3 separate regions of the Mus musculus genome follow, and all the other regions are linked to region 1. The links are chromatin contacts, called in public promoter capture Hi-C maps. All regions are on one chromosome and are shown on one strand. Each heading gives the region's core, a stretch centred on a gene start, on an enhancer-like site or on the middle of the called end of the contact. The rest is flanking DNA. Distances are from core to core; before and after follow the strand shown. Region 1 holds the start of Gcc2 (GRIP and coiled-coil domain containing 2). Region 2 has its middle 46 kb from the start of 4930467K11Rik. Region 3 overlaps Pkib (protein kinase inhibitor beta, cAMP dependent, testis specific).

Region 1 (5,137 bases), core at 1,353-3,852:
TACTCAGAGAAATGGGAACTCCATCCAAACAGCAGCAGTCGTTTTTCTTCTCCCGCTTACTATGAACAACTTCCTTTGGAAGAGCGGCCTACCTTCCCACTCCCCTGCTTTAGTGCACATGAGTACCTGCGCTTCATCTGAAGCTGTACTCACGTCTTCTTCCTTTCCTGTCTTTCCTTATCCGTCCACATAGACGTAGAGGGCTTGCTATGTTGCCCAAGCTGGTGTTGAAATCCTGGGCTCAACGGATGCTTCTGTCTTAGCCGCTAGAAAATCAGAAACCAGGTGTGTGCACCCCTATGACAAACTACCCTGAAAACTTGGAAGCATGTCCCATACATTCTATTATTTTTGTTGTAAATATTTGCTGTATAATCTCAAAGCAATAACTAAATTTCTATCAAACACGTGTATTAATCTATTTCATCAATACAGGTCTAGTTCCAAAGCTTAGGTCATCTCCCCAAATAAATTACTTGAGTACAAACTGTTTCAATTTCTAAAAATAAACTCTATCTGTTCTGGTTAGGAAAACAACAAGAAGAACAAACCCTTGGCGTTTAAAATTTTAAGTTAATGAGAATTCAAGAGTTCTTAAATGGGGCATCGACCAACTCCAGCATGTGCCTATACTTCCAACTTCCCAGAATGTCTGGAGGATTACACCTTGTGCCTTTTACATTTCAGCTGATTTCTCTAAAAGACATATTTAATTTAGAAAAATTTACAACTCATACGAAGTAAAAAAGGGTTTCATTTTACTATTAAAAAGATATTCCAGCCGGATGGTGGTGGTGCACGCCTTTAAATTCCAGCACTTGGGAGGCAGAGGCAGGCGGATTTCTGAGTTCGAGGCCAGCCTGGTTTACAGAGTGAGTTCCAGGACAGCCAGGGATACACAGAGAAACCCTGTCTCGAACCCCCACCCCCACCCCCCTCAAAAAAAAAGATATTCCTCTTGGGGTGGAGAGGTGGCTCAGTGGTTAAGAACACTGGCTGCTCTTCCAGAGGACCTGGCTTCAATTTCCAGAACCCACATGGTGGCTCACAACTGTAACTACAGTTCCAGGGAATCCAAAACTCTAACAAAGACATACATATAGGCAAAACACGCGCGCACACACACACTGAATTAAAAATTCATTTGTTCCTTTACTTATTCAAAGGCAACTGCAGGGCTAGGCATGGTGGTCTACTGAAAAGCTCTGATTTAAACCCAGTACCTGTACACCTTGCTTTGGCTTTCTGCAGGAGCATCATTTGCTTCTTGGCAAACTTGATGAGATCTTCTCTGGGCAACGTTTCTAGCTGAAAGATGGAGTCGTATTATTGAGTTTTAAAACCCATGCTTTTAGTACGGCCACCAAAAGAAACACAGTGTCTGCCGAAAACCAAAGAGAGACACTCTAAACAGTTGAGCCAGTCACATTTTTTAAATTGAGAAACGTAACTTCAATAACTAAAAGTAATTAGGTGAATGGAAAATCAAACCAAAACCCCAGCACAAAACTCTTACAGAGAACACTGAGTTCTCTAGCTGTACAAGAAGGGCTTGGAACTCAAGATTTCTCGAGCTGTAGAACTCATTCTGTTGGAAGCTAACAACATAACTACATTCACAGGTGAATCGGGTCACATTTAGACTTCAACTAAAATATTAGGGTTTACTAACTGAAAATTACTTAATCTTTGTGCACAACGTTTCCTCATCTGCAGAATGAGAATAGGGAAGATACGTATTTCAGGAAGCTTACCTGAAAGAATCTGTTACTTCAGCAAATGCCTAGAAATCAGTCTTCAAACACTACATTTTGGTAATAAATTGTGCCCCTACCTTTCTGAATCACTTAGCATAAAACATTGCACAGTGCTGTAAGAACAACCTTATTCCACCCTCAACTCTGGAGCTGGAGCCAACAGGATATAGTTCCTTGCTTCTTCCTGCCTCTTATCTAATCCCCTCGGCTTCGTGTCACTGTGTAAACTTTCATTAAACAGACTAGCTAAATGTTTGAAATACAGCATCGTGCTAACAAGGAGCAGGAAGTAAACAAACTGCTCGCACATCAGGAAATTTAAAAAAGAACAGGAAATCTGTAAGTAAATTAAAATGAAACTCCCTGAGGAAAGGTTAGTTCTTTTTTTTTTTTTTTTTTTTTTTTAAATAATTCTCCCCATGCCAAAGTTTTCCGATTCATTAACCTTATGCGCTACAGGGAACCAGGCGGCTGAGTGCTCTCCTCACCTTGGATTTCGGGGTCCCGGAGGGTGCTGCAGCTACGGCATCTGGAGCAGAATCCTGTAAAACAAACCATAAAAAGAGCTCATCCCAATTCCAGGTACAAGGCGCGGCCAAACAAATCTGTGCAGAGGAGGACCCCTTTAGGCGGTAGGGACCGGAGCTGGGCCGTCGCCACGGCCGGAGCCAGCACCAGGTTCAATGCCAAGCGCCGCGGCGGGGGTCTGGGCGCGAGGGCGGGGACAGGGTGCTCCCATGCCCTCCCACCCCTCGAGCGGCACAGCGGGCCAGCGGGGCGGCGCGACGCCCACCGTTACCTCCATCGCGGCTGCGACCCGCGGCTGCCTCCACCGCCTCTTCAGGAGTCTCGGCTGCTCCGCCTCCGAGGCTGCCGAGCGCGGGTCAAAGGTCTCGTTACGAGGCGACTACGCCTCCCCGCGTCTCCAAGGCTACGCAGAGCTGGCACTTCCGCTTCCTCCTTGGTGTCCGGGAGGAAGTCGTCTTTGCGCAGGTCCCCTGGCCGGTGCCGGAACGCGCTGAGTCGCCCTGCACTACTACCCTGTGCCAGGTGACAGGTTTGAGCACACGTTCCTTTGATCACTTCGTTTTCTAATTTTTAAAGATGTGCTTTACAAATATAACTATCCCGACTAGCAGGCATATGTGAAACAAATAGTTTTATAGGTGACTTTAATTCTGTCATGTTCAAAATAGGTTCCTCTGTGAGTAGTAATAAGGAATAAATTACTGAATCCGTTACTTTCTCAGGAGTTTCAAAATGCTGGCATGCTGTCTCTGTATTGCTAAATATTAATTTGCCGGCTGAGGTGCTTCTCGTGTTGTTTATATTGTCAACTTGAAAGGATCTAGAATCATCTAGGAGAGAGCCTCTAGACATGTATGTGAAATTTATCTAGATTAGATTACTTGAGCTATGGAGACCCCCAGTAACTGTGGGTGGCAGCATTCCACAGACTGGTAACCCTGGTTGCATAAAAAAGGATAACTCAGACTGAATTCCAGCATTCACTTCAAAGAACCCATCGAGGTCACAGTGTGGGAAGGTACACGTGACTAGTCTGATGAGGGCCCTCCCTTGTGGTTACGAATGAGAGAAGACAGGGTAAAGAGATTCCAGGTTCTGTCAAGAGTCCTGCAGGCCTTCTTTTTCCTTGTAGTTGCTCACAAGGGGATGAAGGCAAGATAAGGAAGATAAAACCAATCCAAACCCCAGAGGACTCTAGAGAAGGAAGATACTACAATATAGATTTTCGTTGTTATTGTCTAATAGAACACGTTTAGACTGACCTAGACCCTAAAATAATGCCTGATATTTTTCTATAGTTAAGCCTGGCCTAAACATAAACTAGAGGACAGAGCAAGTGGCCGCTGGTGGCGAATATTAATTAACATGTTGTATTTTCATAGGTGAGAGGGTGTTTTTCAGCAGGTTTTTCAGGTTGTCTACTTCCAGGTGTAGACATACACTAATTGCAGGTATAGGCCTTCAAGCAGTTGGGCCCTCACCCCCAAGTAGAGCCAGAGCGTTTTCCAAGTTCCGTATGGGAAAAGCCAGGTGTTTTTGTTGGTTTTGATCATGGCTTCTGGAAGTCATATGGCATGACCTTTACAAAATATAAAGACATCAAATTCCCTGGTAATACCGTGAGGGGAGAAAATCATTACCCCCTGTCAGTCCTCAGTCCCAATACACAGCCCAGCAAGCGGCTGTGTGCCTTCTCTCTTATTTCTCTGATCCTTCAGGAACAGTTATTTTTTTCAGTTTTACAGTGGTGGACCAAATTCCTTCTGTTCGTCAGGTTTCTTGCACTATTTAAATTCAGTGAGAAGCTGGGTCTAGAGGTGGGATTTTCCTGTAGATACATTTTTTTTTTAAATCTTAAATTGCCCTCTGACTGAAACATCATGATTTGTATCATGCTGGTCTCCTAACTTTGTATTCAGAGAAAGGAGAACAGCAAAATAGCCCAAGGTAAAAAGCATTAGGTTCTTGAAAAGAGCTGAAGAGTAAACTATTCCCAAAAGAGAGTACAATTGTTTACCCCTTGAAATAAGAACAGCTTCAGTACCCTGAGCTAGCACCGATTTGAATATAAGCTCCCTGAGGACTAGGTTTCTTGGTACCTGAAGGCACCATGTAAGCTTCCAGAGAAGGGAACAACAGTCCTTTCCGGCTATGCCACCTTTGAACCACATCCACCAGCACAGCCTGGTAATCAGAGTTCAGTATGACAAGTATGCCTTGGACTTCATTGGACTAATTTGACTTAAGACCTGCTCAACAAGAGGGAAGCCATGCCTCATGGAAACCAACCTAACTACTCAGTGCTACTTAAGTTGTGGTTGTTGGAGGAGAGTCTACAACCATTAATTTACTAAGCCAGCATAACCCCCAGCAATATAAATACTTGTACCCTCAGATGAGTATAGTCTTTACCCCTCATCAAGGAAACTTTTCTTTGCAACAGGTGGAGCCACTAAGAAACCCACAGTCTATCAGTATTCAGAGTATGGAGCTCAGTCCCAAGGGATCTGGCTACAAAATACTCCCACACCTCAGGCTCAGAGAAAATTGAGGAGGAAGGGGTGGAAAGATTTTGAGAGGCAGAGAATCAGGAAGTATGGTGTGAGATTCTGTCTCCTAGTAATGCCAGAATGTAATCTCACCAACATGACTGCCCAAGAATGAACAAGGATGACATCGGTGGACATGGCAAAGTGGGAAGAGAAGAGAGCATTAGGCCTCCACTCCACATAAAGAACTACAGGTATCTGAGGAGAGCTGGGAATCAGAGAGGTGGTCCTTCCCAAGGAAGGGTACATGAGTTGGTTGTCCAGTACCAAATAGTCCTGAAAACATAATACAAGTAACATGAA
Region 2 (5,137 bases), core at 719-3,218, 810 kb after region 1:
GGTGACTTACAGTGTCAGACACTCAATATCCATCAAAATTCATCTCAAGATAGTGGCTCTCAAGTTTGTGGTTTTACTCTGACGAAGATTGAAAATACAGACATCAGAGAGAACAGACAGTGAATGTAAACATTAGGAGGAGATGTTGGTTCTCTGTTTGCCAGCTGACTGTCTTCCAGCTAGGGAGGCTGAAGTCTCCTCAGTCTCTCTCTGACGAGTGCCTTGTTAGCTTCTGACCTTGACTTCTGACCTTGACTGTTATCTGTTATTCCTGGGTATTGTTCCCACCATAGACCTTGACAGGGTATTTCTGAGTGTTGACTATCCATTCTTTGTTCTCTCATTTACACAATCAGCTTCTCATTTTATTAGGATGTGTGTGTGCAGTGGGTTAACACGTTCATAGCTACATTTAGTTGACAGTCCTTTTGGTCACCTCATGTCTAGTTCCTTGTCTGTGGGATGGTCTTGGGGTGAGTGAGACAGGTAGAAATTTGTTAGAGGCCGTCCATACCCACAGTTTAATTGGTTCCATTTAATTACATCAGAATTAGAAGCAAGGATATATAGGAGCAGAACAGTGCCTTGCATATGTTCCTAGGGCTGCAGGAGTGCCTGCCAGCTACTAACATTGACCTCACTTCCTAGAGCTCCAATCCTTCTTATCTCTCAGCCAGTCTGCTCATATCTAAGTGCAAGCACTCTCTCTTACTTATCTTCAGTCTTCTCATCCTTATTTCAGCTTTAACATTTTGTGCTACTCTAGCACCCATTTCACCTTTGCAACTAACCTGCAGTTTTCACCGTGGGCTCCCTTTCCTTACCACCCTTGGTGAGCTAGCTCCTGTTTAGGTCTTACTCTATTCAAAAGGAGTATGGTGGGAAGTATCAGCCATTATTGCTTCAGAGGAAGATGATATCTATATCTTCCACACCCCGGAGCACATGTCAGGCCCTCTGCTCACGAAGGACACACTGTCTTTACTAACATTCTTCTAGAAGGAAGGGCCAGTGCTTTGTCTCACTAGATGAACAAATGAGAGAACCCCATGGGAAACCAGCTGCTAACAGAGTTGAGACTCCTTCTGCAGAAAACATGACTTCTAATACTGCTTAACTAAGGTGAAATTTTAAAGAAAAGTGAACAGGCTGTGGGCTGATAATTAGATATGGACCAAGGGAGATAAAGAGGATGAAACCCAATAGCCTTTCTCCTGAGCCATAGTTAAGCTCCCAGGATACATACCTCTATCGGAAAGCATGTTTTTGCCACGTGTGGCTTGGCTGCCACGTGCAACTTGTCCCTGAGATGGTACACTTTGCTCAATGACTCCTCTTAATCATCAGAGTACAAACTGTCTGATGCTTAATAAGATTGGCTGGTTCACGGGACATCAGCCTGCCTAATTTATCTGTTTCTTTATCCCGGGTCCCACCATCTCTGAAGCAGGAAACAATTAGCAGTACATGCTATGAATGCTTCGTATGTTACACATACCTTGACATTTACATATTTACTAAATTTTATATGTTAATTTTATTAAAGTTTGACTTTGTTACTACATGTATGTCATTTCATTGTACTTATATTTATTTGAGTTTTTGTTTGTTTTTTTAATTTTTGAAACAATTTTTTTATTTTTTCCTGTTACTGTGATAAAAATAGCTGGACAAATGCAATATAAGGAAGGGTGTACTGTGGCTCACAGGTGCATGTTGTAGGCCATGATAACACAGAGGTCACAGGGGCATGAGTTAGAGGGACCTGGCCACACTGCATCTTCAGTCATGAATCAGTTTACGTTCTCTTTTATATATATTTATGGACTCAAACCCAGAGATTGCCACTGCCCATTTTTACTGTGAGTCTTTCCACCTTAATGAACTCAGACCACAACCCTCTGTAGATGTGCTGTTTAGCTTGTCTTTAAGTGATTCCAGATCCAAATCAAGTCAGCAGGTAACTATCACATAACACAGTGTCTCTTTATGTAGCCCCAGATGGCTGGAAATCACTATGTAGATCAGGGTAGTGTGGAGCTTACAGCTGCCCTTCTGCCTTTGCCTCTGGAATGCTAGGACTACATGTATCACCAAGCTCTGGCTCACTGTAGTTCAGTTTCATTTTTAGATAATAAATGGAAGTAAGCACATTTTCATATGTTTACTAATCTTTTGCTTATCTTCCTATGTGAGGTGACTTTAAAAGTCTATCTATTTTCCAATGAGATAGTTGTGATTTTCTTATTGAGTTCTGTGTGCTATTTATATATTCTGAATACTACCCCTTATTATATTTTGTAACTGTTTCCTATAGCTCCGACTATTTCCCTTTTCTTCTCTTTATAGAACAGAACCAAAAGTACATAAACAACCTGAGAAGTCTCATCACTTTCTGTCAATAAGCTGGAGAACCAGTGATGGTAAAATTCAGTTAAAATTCCACAGTCTGGGTTTTTGAGGACCAAAGAACTCTGGAACTGATGGAAGTTAATTCTAGGTCAAGCTTGAGGGTCTGATAACCGGAGCAATAATGGCAGGGCCAGGAGAAGATGACCAAATGTCCCATCTCAGGAAGAGAGTAGACTCAGTCCCTTCTCTCTTTTGTTGCATTCAGCCATTCAGAATGCTGGACCCACTCACACTGGCTGGATCTTTTTATGAAGTCATCTGATTCAAATTCTAAAATCCTAATCTCTGGAAACACAGTCACAGACTCACCCACAATATAACATCTTTATAACTTAGGTGGTGAAATTGACATGTGAAAGAAGCCATCATATGCTCTTTATTATTCACTGAGTAATAAATATTTTACAGTCTAATTTATGATAATTTAACCACTACTAAGAGAGTTTGCCTCTTTTTTTCCCTGTAAAATCAAAGTTTTGTTTTTTGTTTTTTTGTTTCTTGTTTTGGTTGGGAGACTAGTAATGACTGTTTCTATTTCTTTTTTTTTTCCATTTTTTATTAGGTATTTAGCTCATTTACATTTCCAATGCTATACCAAAAGTCCCCCATACCCACCCACCCCCACTCCTCTACCCACCCACTCCCCCTTTTTGGCCCTGGCGTTCCCCTGTACTGGGGCATATAAAGTTGGACACGCAAACTTTATATGACTGTTTCTATTTCTTTAGGGGATAAGGGACTGTTAGATTGTTTATCTGATCCTGATTTAACTTTGTTACCTGGCATCTGTCTAGAAAATTGTCCATTTCATCCAGATTGTCCAGTTTTGTTGGCAACAGGCTTTTGTAGTAGGATCTGATGATATTTTGGATTTCCTCAGTTTCTTTTTTTTTCAGCATTGCAATATTCTTTTCTTTTTTCTTATTTTTTGTTTTTTACTTTTTTAATTAGATATTTTCTTCACTTACATTTCAAATGCTATCCCCTTTCCTAGTTTCCTCTCTGAAAGTCCCTTATATCCTCCCCCTACTCTGCTCCCCAACCCACCCACTTCTGCTTCCTGGCCCTGGCATTCCCCTTTACTAGGGCATATAATCTTCCCAAGACCACGGGCCTATGAACTAACTAGTACCCCCAGACATAATGTTTCTAGTTGCATATGTAGCAGAGGATGGCCTAGTCGGCCATCAATGAGAGGAGAGGCCCTTGGTTTCTGTTGTTATATCTCTCTTTTCATTTCTGATTTTGTTAGTTTGGGTATGGTCTCTGTGCCCTCTGGTTAGTCTGGCTCCCTGTTATTGATGTTATTTTTATGTTTGTGTGGTTATCTTCTTTTGGGTTTGTTGAGAGAACATTACTTTCTTGCTTTTTTTGGGGTGTAGTTTCCCTCCTTGTGTTGGCATTTTCCATTTATTATCCTTTGTAGGACTGGATTTGTGGAAGGATATTGTGTAAATTTGGTTTTGTCATGGACTATCTTGGTTTCTCCATTTATGGTAATTGAGAGTGTGCTGAGTATAATATTCTGGGTTGACATTTGTGTTCTTTTAACCTCTTTATGAGATCTGCCCATGATCTTCTAGCTTTCATAGTCTCTGGTGAGAAGTCTGGTGTAATTCTGATAGGTCTACCATTATATGTTACTTGACCTTTTGCTGCTACTGCTTTTAATATTCCTTCTTTGTTTTGTGCATTTGGTGTTTTGATTATTATGTGACAGGAAGGATTTCTTTTCTCATCCAGTCTTTTTGGAGTTCTATAGGCTTCTTGTATGTTCATGGGCATCTCTTTCTTTAGGTTAGCGAAGTTTTCTTCTAAAATTTTGTTGAAGATATTTACTGGCCCTTTAAGTTGGAAATCTTCACTCACTTCTATACCTATGATCCTTAGGTTTGGTCTTCTCGTTGTGTTCTGGATTTCTTGGATGTTTTGGGTTAGGAGCTTTTTGCATTTTGCATTTTCTTTGATTGTTGTGCCAATGTTCTCTATGGAATCTTCTGCACCTGAGATTTTCTCTTCTATCTCTTGTATTCTGTTTGTAATGTGTATCTATGACTCCTGATCTCTTTCGTAGGTTTTCTATCTCCAGTGTTGTCTACCTTTGTGGTTTCTTTATTGTTTCTATTTCCATTTTTACATCCTGGGTGGTTTTGTTCAATTCCTTCATCTGTTTGGTTGTGTTTTCCTGTAATTCTTTAAGGGATTTTGTGTGTGTGTGTGTGTGTGTGTGTGTGTGTGTGTGTTTACTCTTTAAGGTCTTCCACTTGTTTACCTGTGTTAAGTTGTAGTTCTTTAAGGGATTTATTTAGGTCCTTCTTAAATTCCTCAATCATCATCATGAGATGTGATTTTAAATCAGGGTCTTGATTTTCTGGTGTACTAGGGTAACCAGGGTTCACTGTGATGGGAGAAGTACTCCTGAGAGACCACTTCTCTTCAGGAGGATTTGGGATGGAGAGATGTGGTATAGCATCTGCTCTGGGGTGCAGACAGAGACCAGAAGGATCCTTTCCCCAGATAATCCTTGGTTCCTGTGTCCTGATGGCTCTGTGAGGGTCCCTCTTGGGCCAGGAATTTGAAGAGAAGTGGTGGTCTTATCTATGCTTGCAGGTTTGTAGGCACTCCTGGGAGACCAGCTCTCTCCTGGTCGTATTTTGTATGTAGCTCGGTGGTACATGATCAGCTCTGGGCACAGAAGGAGACTGGAAGAATCCTGTTTCAGGCA
Region 3 (5,137 bases), core at 1,526-4,025, 530 kb after region 1:
AAATCAGATGCCAACCCATCACTAGATATCTTCTCATTGGAAATGGAAATCCTTCTCCCCACCCGCATTTCTAAAGTTTCACAAGATCTGGCCCTTGTATCTGTGCCCAAAGTTATCTTGAAGAACTTGTTCTCTCACTCACCCTCAACCAACAGTGGCCAGTTTTTATTTTTAGACCACATCCGCAATTTATTCTGTATTCCTTATTCTGCCTTCTCATTTATTCCATCTCCTTATAGCTGAATTATTATGGAGGAGTTGTTGAATTTTTATTTAAAGTATTTTAAAAATTGTGGGTTTTCTTGAGAACTTCATTCACACTGCATCTGACAACTTAATTAATGTGCACTGCAATTGAGAACTTCATTCATGCACACTGCATCTGAGAACTTGATCTATGCCCACTGCATCTGAGAACTTGATCTATGCATACTGCATCTGAGAACTTGATCTATGCACACTGCATCTATATGTCACTCCTTTCTCCAAGCTCCTTCCTTCCCCACACAAATTCATAACCTTTTTTTGACTTAGTGTCACATGTATATACACACATACAGACATTTACATATAATCATATACGTATGCACACTTGTATGTATAACCTACTGAATCTATTCGGCTTTTTGTGAGTGTGTGCATGTGTTCAGGGCTGACCACTAGGGATTGGGAACACTAAGTGGGAATTCCTCTCTGGAGGTAACCAATTCTCTCTCAGTGGGCACTGTCCTCCCAAAGCTCAACCTAATGAAATTAGGTAGAAGAACTTTCCCTCTGCCTTGGTACATAAACTGATGTTGTCATTGTGCTGGTTTTGTTTGAGAAAATCTTATACTGTAGCTAGCACAGGCTATCCTGGAACCTACTTTTATTATAGCATATTTGAGCCTGTTTCTAGTTAGAATATGACTCACTCCTAAGCTATCCATTTAATCCTCCTGGCTGAAGTACATGTATGCCCCTTAGTACACACATTTAATTCTAAGCAATGAAGGTAAAGTTACTTCATAAAGAAAGCAAGCACCCACATTTGAATGTGATGTCTAATTGAGTAGCAGACAAAGTGATGAATCAGAGAAAGATTTGACAGAATAGAATATGCCCAACTCTCAGGAGAAGAGGAAGGAAAAGGAAGCAACTTAAGGGAGAGACGGACAGTACAGGAGGAAGGGAGTACAGAGCAGGAATACAGTAGAGTTCCTGGAGAGCTGTACAGTACAGTTGAGAGGGAGAGTAGAGCAGCACAGAGAGGGAAAAGGAGGCTAATTTTACCAGGATAGTTTTACAGAGACAAATTGAAGAAAGAACAAGCTGGACACAGGTAAAGACAGAATGAGCAAGAGAATGAGAAGGATGGAGAAGGCTAAAAAAGATTGCTAGAGTTAGTTTCAGTCCAAACAGCAATTCTGGAGAAAACAAGAGAAGCCAGACTAGGAGAGGAGTTTGAGCCTGAACAGTTGAGTTGAACCAGCCAGAGCTCAAAAAGAACTAGAAAGGGTAAGCTTATTCAGCAGTAAGTCTCAGAGGCTGAAAACATTCTAGATAAGATTGTACAGAGGCTAGAAACTTCCAGGACTAGGCCTAGGTTAGCAGACTGAGACAGTAAGCATCCCAGATGACAATTATACAGGAGAATAAAATATATGTTACACTGTGTATTCCAGGGTAGCAACCATCTAATAGCAATCCTCCTGCCTCTGCCTTACAAGTTATTCTGATTTCAGTGATGGGTGCTCTGATTTCTACTGTACTGTAGTCACTGATGAACTTTCTACAAAGCACCCATTCCAGTTTTCTGATAAAGCATAGCATTCTTAGACTATATATTTATTCATTAAAAATCTAGCACTCTTGTTGTACTATAAAAATCTGTGACAGTAGGAGTTTACATCTGCCCTACTCATCACTGGAGTTCTTTGCATTTAGCAGTCATGAAATTGAATGGTAGGCAACATAGCAATGATAGAAGTAAGAAAGGATACCTTGTGACTGGGATCGCCTCCCACTGCCTCTTGTAATGTTAGAAGATACAGAGGGCACTAGCTTCTGTATTAGGTTCTCAAACTATAACTGGCAGATTGAGACAGGTAATGAGCTATTATGAGTCTCAGTACTCAGATCCAATGCAAGGATTAATAGTCATGGCCACCTAATTAATTCTGTACTGGAGGTGGAACCTAGAATCCTATCATGTGATCATGCACATCCAATAGACAGAGCACCAATTTTTATGTTCACCCTTAGGACATGAAATTGCCTAGTTTCAGAAAGGCATAGAAATGCACTTGAACCTGAGAGCTTTTGGTCAAGAAGAAAAGCGATCGGCTATAACTAGTTAAAAGGCTGCTCCAGAGAAAAAGATTGAAAAAGAGAGACAAAGCGAGGGTTTTATTTCCAGGAATTAGGAGTTTTACCTTCCTTCACGGCCAACGCTTCCAGTTTCAGTGGAAGATCAGAGGATCCACTTGTAGCCAGTGAACTCTGGATGTCGGGTAAGGCATTGCGGCGGCCTGCCCTTGCTGAGGACGCAAAGCTGGTGATCACAGATTCCACATCAGTCATCTCTGATGAATCTGTCCTCATCACAGAATCTATAGATAGAATGTACACATTAAAAAATGTGCTATTCAGAAGTAAAAAGGGTCACCTCAAAGACCAATGGCTACATCAAAACCGCTACAGGCTTGGAGAGCTGATCTCGGGTGGCACAATAGCAGTGTCTGTGCCTTGGCTCTAAGATGCCCACGTGAGCATTTGCTGAATAGGGCAGGAAGTACTTCTGTGAACCAGATTGCTATAAATAACCCCGGATCCCAAAGCAACACTTGAACGCTTGAGGGTGTAGTAGGCCTGAACATTTTTTGTTCTGCTTTTTCTATGAAAGAATCAGCCAACCCGGGGTTTGGCAACCAATGCGACAGACTGGAGTGGCCACTCCCAGAGTATTTGTTTGTGGTACTTATTTGAGCTGAAACCAAATCACTGTAATTGTGGGGAATAAACAAAGCACGTTTCCTTATTCTTTAGAAATAAACCCTATTTTATGTCTGAGGCTTTCCCCTCCACAGTTGTGACGTCATTTGTGCTGATTCAGATAGGTTTCAGTATGCTCAGGTTTATGCTAGACACAGTTTTGCTTGCCTTTGAGTGGACACAGTTCATTGCTAGTCATAGGAATGACTTACAGTAGTCCTTAGTAGTAATGCTTCTCTGACAACTCTTCAGAAACCATTTGTTGTATAGGAGGTAGCAGTTATTATATATCCTGAAAAAAATCTAAACTCACTGTCTTTCAACTAAGATTTTTTTTTCTAAGTCTTCCTAAAAATTGATATTGAGCTGTAACTCAGAAGTTGTGATGGCAGAAGGAATTTGCTGAATTTGCTGAGTAGGTAGCAAGGTCATGTGCTAGCAAGGCCTTGCTCTGTGTGTGTGTGTGTGTGTGTGTGTGTGTTCAGGGTTGGTTTTTTTTTTTTTTTTTTTTTTTTACTTTTTACTGGTTCTTTATGAATTTCACATCATGTACCCCAATCCCACTCATCTGTCCCTCCCTTTATACTCACCCTCCAACCTTGCACCCTTCCCCGCCAACAGAGGAAAAAGACATCTTGTAGAAGCTCTACTGTGTCGCAGTGTGTCCCACAGTATACCCTTTTGTCCATACTACTTTGCTTGCAAATGTTCACTGAAACTACCTCTCATAGGTGGTGAGGGACATCTCTCCCTCATCCATGCACCACAAGAAGACAAGAGGCAGGACCAGCTCTCCTGTCTTCACCCCCTTGGGCCTGATCACCTATAATCCCCATGTCTGGCACCAGCTCTTCTGTGATGCCCTGATGAGGTGCAGAGCCCGCTCTCCCAAGTGCTGCAGCAGGTGAGGAGCAGGGCCCACTCTGCTCTTCTTTTCTCATGACTCCACGGCCAGCTCTCCCACCAGTCACTAGTCATAAGGGACAAAGACTTAGGGTTGGGGAGAGTATCTCTTTCTAGCCCATGTTGCCTCAAGGCAGAAAAGTTATTGGTCCAGCTCTCCTTGACTCACACCGTTGGTGCCAGCTCTCCTACATTCATACCCTTGGGGCCAGCTCGCTGGCACCCCCATCACTAGGGTCAACTCTACTGTGCAGCTCAGGTGAGGAACAAGGCCCACTCTCCCTAGTGTAGTTGTGAGGAACAGGAACATCTCTCATACTCCCATGCCTTCAGGGCTAGCTCTCCCATGGATGTCCAGGAAAAGGATGGGGCCAGTTCTGCACAGCCCTCAGATATGTGCCTGGGTTCAATCCCAGACCAGGAAAGTTCACCTGGCCTTTGGTGGCAACAGAGCCCCCCGCACCCCCGAAAAAAGCAGGGCTTTTTTCCTCGGAGGGAAAGCACAGGTTTAAATTTTCTGACAAATTACCTCAGAACGCAAAATGTGCCCAGTGTCCACCAAAGAATGGGTTTGATCCTCTTTGGTGTTTATGACATAGCAAACTCTGGCCTGAGGAAACCAAGCCAGCCTTCTCATAGTAGTTGAAGGAAAGCTTTTCATAGACAATTGATTTCCACTATGAAAATGATAATAAAAAAATGAGAGTATGCACACATGCTGATCTGGAATTAGGAACACAGCTCTTGCTCACGGCATGTAATAATTCCTGTGGTGCCCCACATGTTCTCAGGAGCTTCGTGGTCATCTGAAAGTGCCCTAAAAGAGGCCTTCTCTTACTGTGCTAGCTAGTCTCCTTTTGTGAGCATCATACGAGGTTTGCAGACACAATCTGGAATTAGACTTTCAGCTGTTTGGTACTTGCTAAGTGTCTGGGCATTGATGGCTCAGAGAAGTATAATGAACACTGGACTATTAATTAGTTCAAAAGAATCCACCTGATTACAGAGTTACAAGGTGACAGTGGACAACTCATTTAAATTTATAAGTCACAGTTTCACTTCTACAAATCAGCTATGGCAATCACCCTGTCTGATTCATAGCATTATCTAGACAGATAGTGGGTAAACTTCTCTCTGTTCCTGTGATAAGTTCACTGACAAGTGATATTTGCATCATTTGTCACCTTTCCCTATAGTTGACCTGACCTTCCTCCTATGTTGCCTCATTATTCTCAGAAGAAGGACCTTCTTGCTAGAGTTC

Evidence for each region. Promoter capture Hi-C pulls out the DNA fragments that hold promoters and counts their contacts.
Region 2: a contact with region 1 is called in a promoter capture Hi-C map of second pharyngeal arch cranial neural crest. The contact joins the enhancer-like site here to the promoter of Gcc2 in region 1. A contact is called at or near these places in 18 of 39 promoter capture datasets (3T3-L1-derived adipocytes, the C10 cell line, the HPC-7 cell line and 11 more), 1 of 15 datasets of contacts at CTCF or cohesin (the NIH/3T3 cell line), 3 of 484 Hi-C or Micro-C datasets (embryonic fibroblasts, embryonic stem cells and nephron progenitors), 24 of 115 datasets of contacts at active chromatin or transcription factors (PVALB interneurons, astrocytes, bone marrow-derived dendritic cells and 10 more) and 3 of 9 other capture datasets (embryonic stem cells, liver and macrophages).
Region 3: a promoter capture Hi-C map of macrophages shows a contact between it and region 1, with 6 read pairs. The contact joins the enhancer-like site here to the promoter of Gcc2 in region 1. A contact is called at or near these places in 10 of 39 promoter capture datasets (the HPC-7 cell line, cranial neural crest, embryonic stem cells and 7 more), 3 of 484 Hi-C or Micro-C datasets (cortical neurons, macrophages and stem cell-derived neural stem cells), 1 of 115 datasets of contacts at active chromatin or transcription factors (bone marrow-derived dendritic cells) and 1 of 9 other capture datasets (macrophages).

What each region holds. Positions count from the first base shown.
Region 1 is chr10:58,252,991-58,258,127 of GRCm38.p6, reverse strand. Gcc2 (GRIP and coiled-coil domain containing 2) reads right to left here and starts at 2,602. Exons shown (of 23, transcript NM_027375.2): 1 at 2,557-2,602; 2 at 2,246-2,299; 3 at 1,224-1,308. The coding sequence starts at 2,562.
Region 2 is chr10:57,438,137-57,443,273 of GRCm38.p6, reverse strand. No RefSeq gene overlaps it. Among named protein-coding and RNA genes, the nearest start is that of 4930467K11Rik, 46 kb to the left of the region's middle. Within about 2 kb of position 1,968, at least 12 of the 459 cell types and tissues checked have an H3K27ac peak or open chromatin away from gene starts, as enhancers often do. A contact at or near this core is called in second pharyngeal arch cranial neural crest, where this site is marked.
Region 3 is chr10:57,725,544-57,730,680 of GRCm38.p6, reverse strand. It overlaps Pkib (protein kinase inhibitor beta, cAMP dependent, testis specific), which reads right to left. Exons shown (of 5, transcript NM_001039051.2): 4 at 2,415-2,591. The coding sequence starts at 2,583. Among named protein-coding and RNA genes, the nearest start is that of Fabp7, 57 kb to the left of the region's middle. Within about 2 kb of position 2,775, at least 95 of the 459 cell types and tissues checked have an H3K27ac peak or open chromatin away from gene starts, as enhancers often do. A contact at or near this core is called in bone marrow-derived dendritic cells, macrophages, neural stem cells and 1 more, where this site is marked.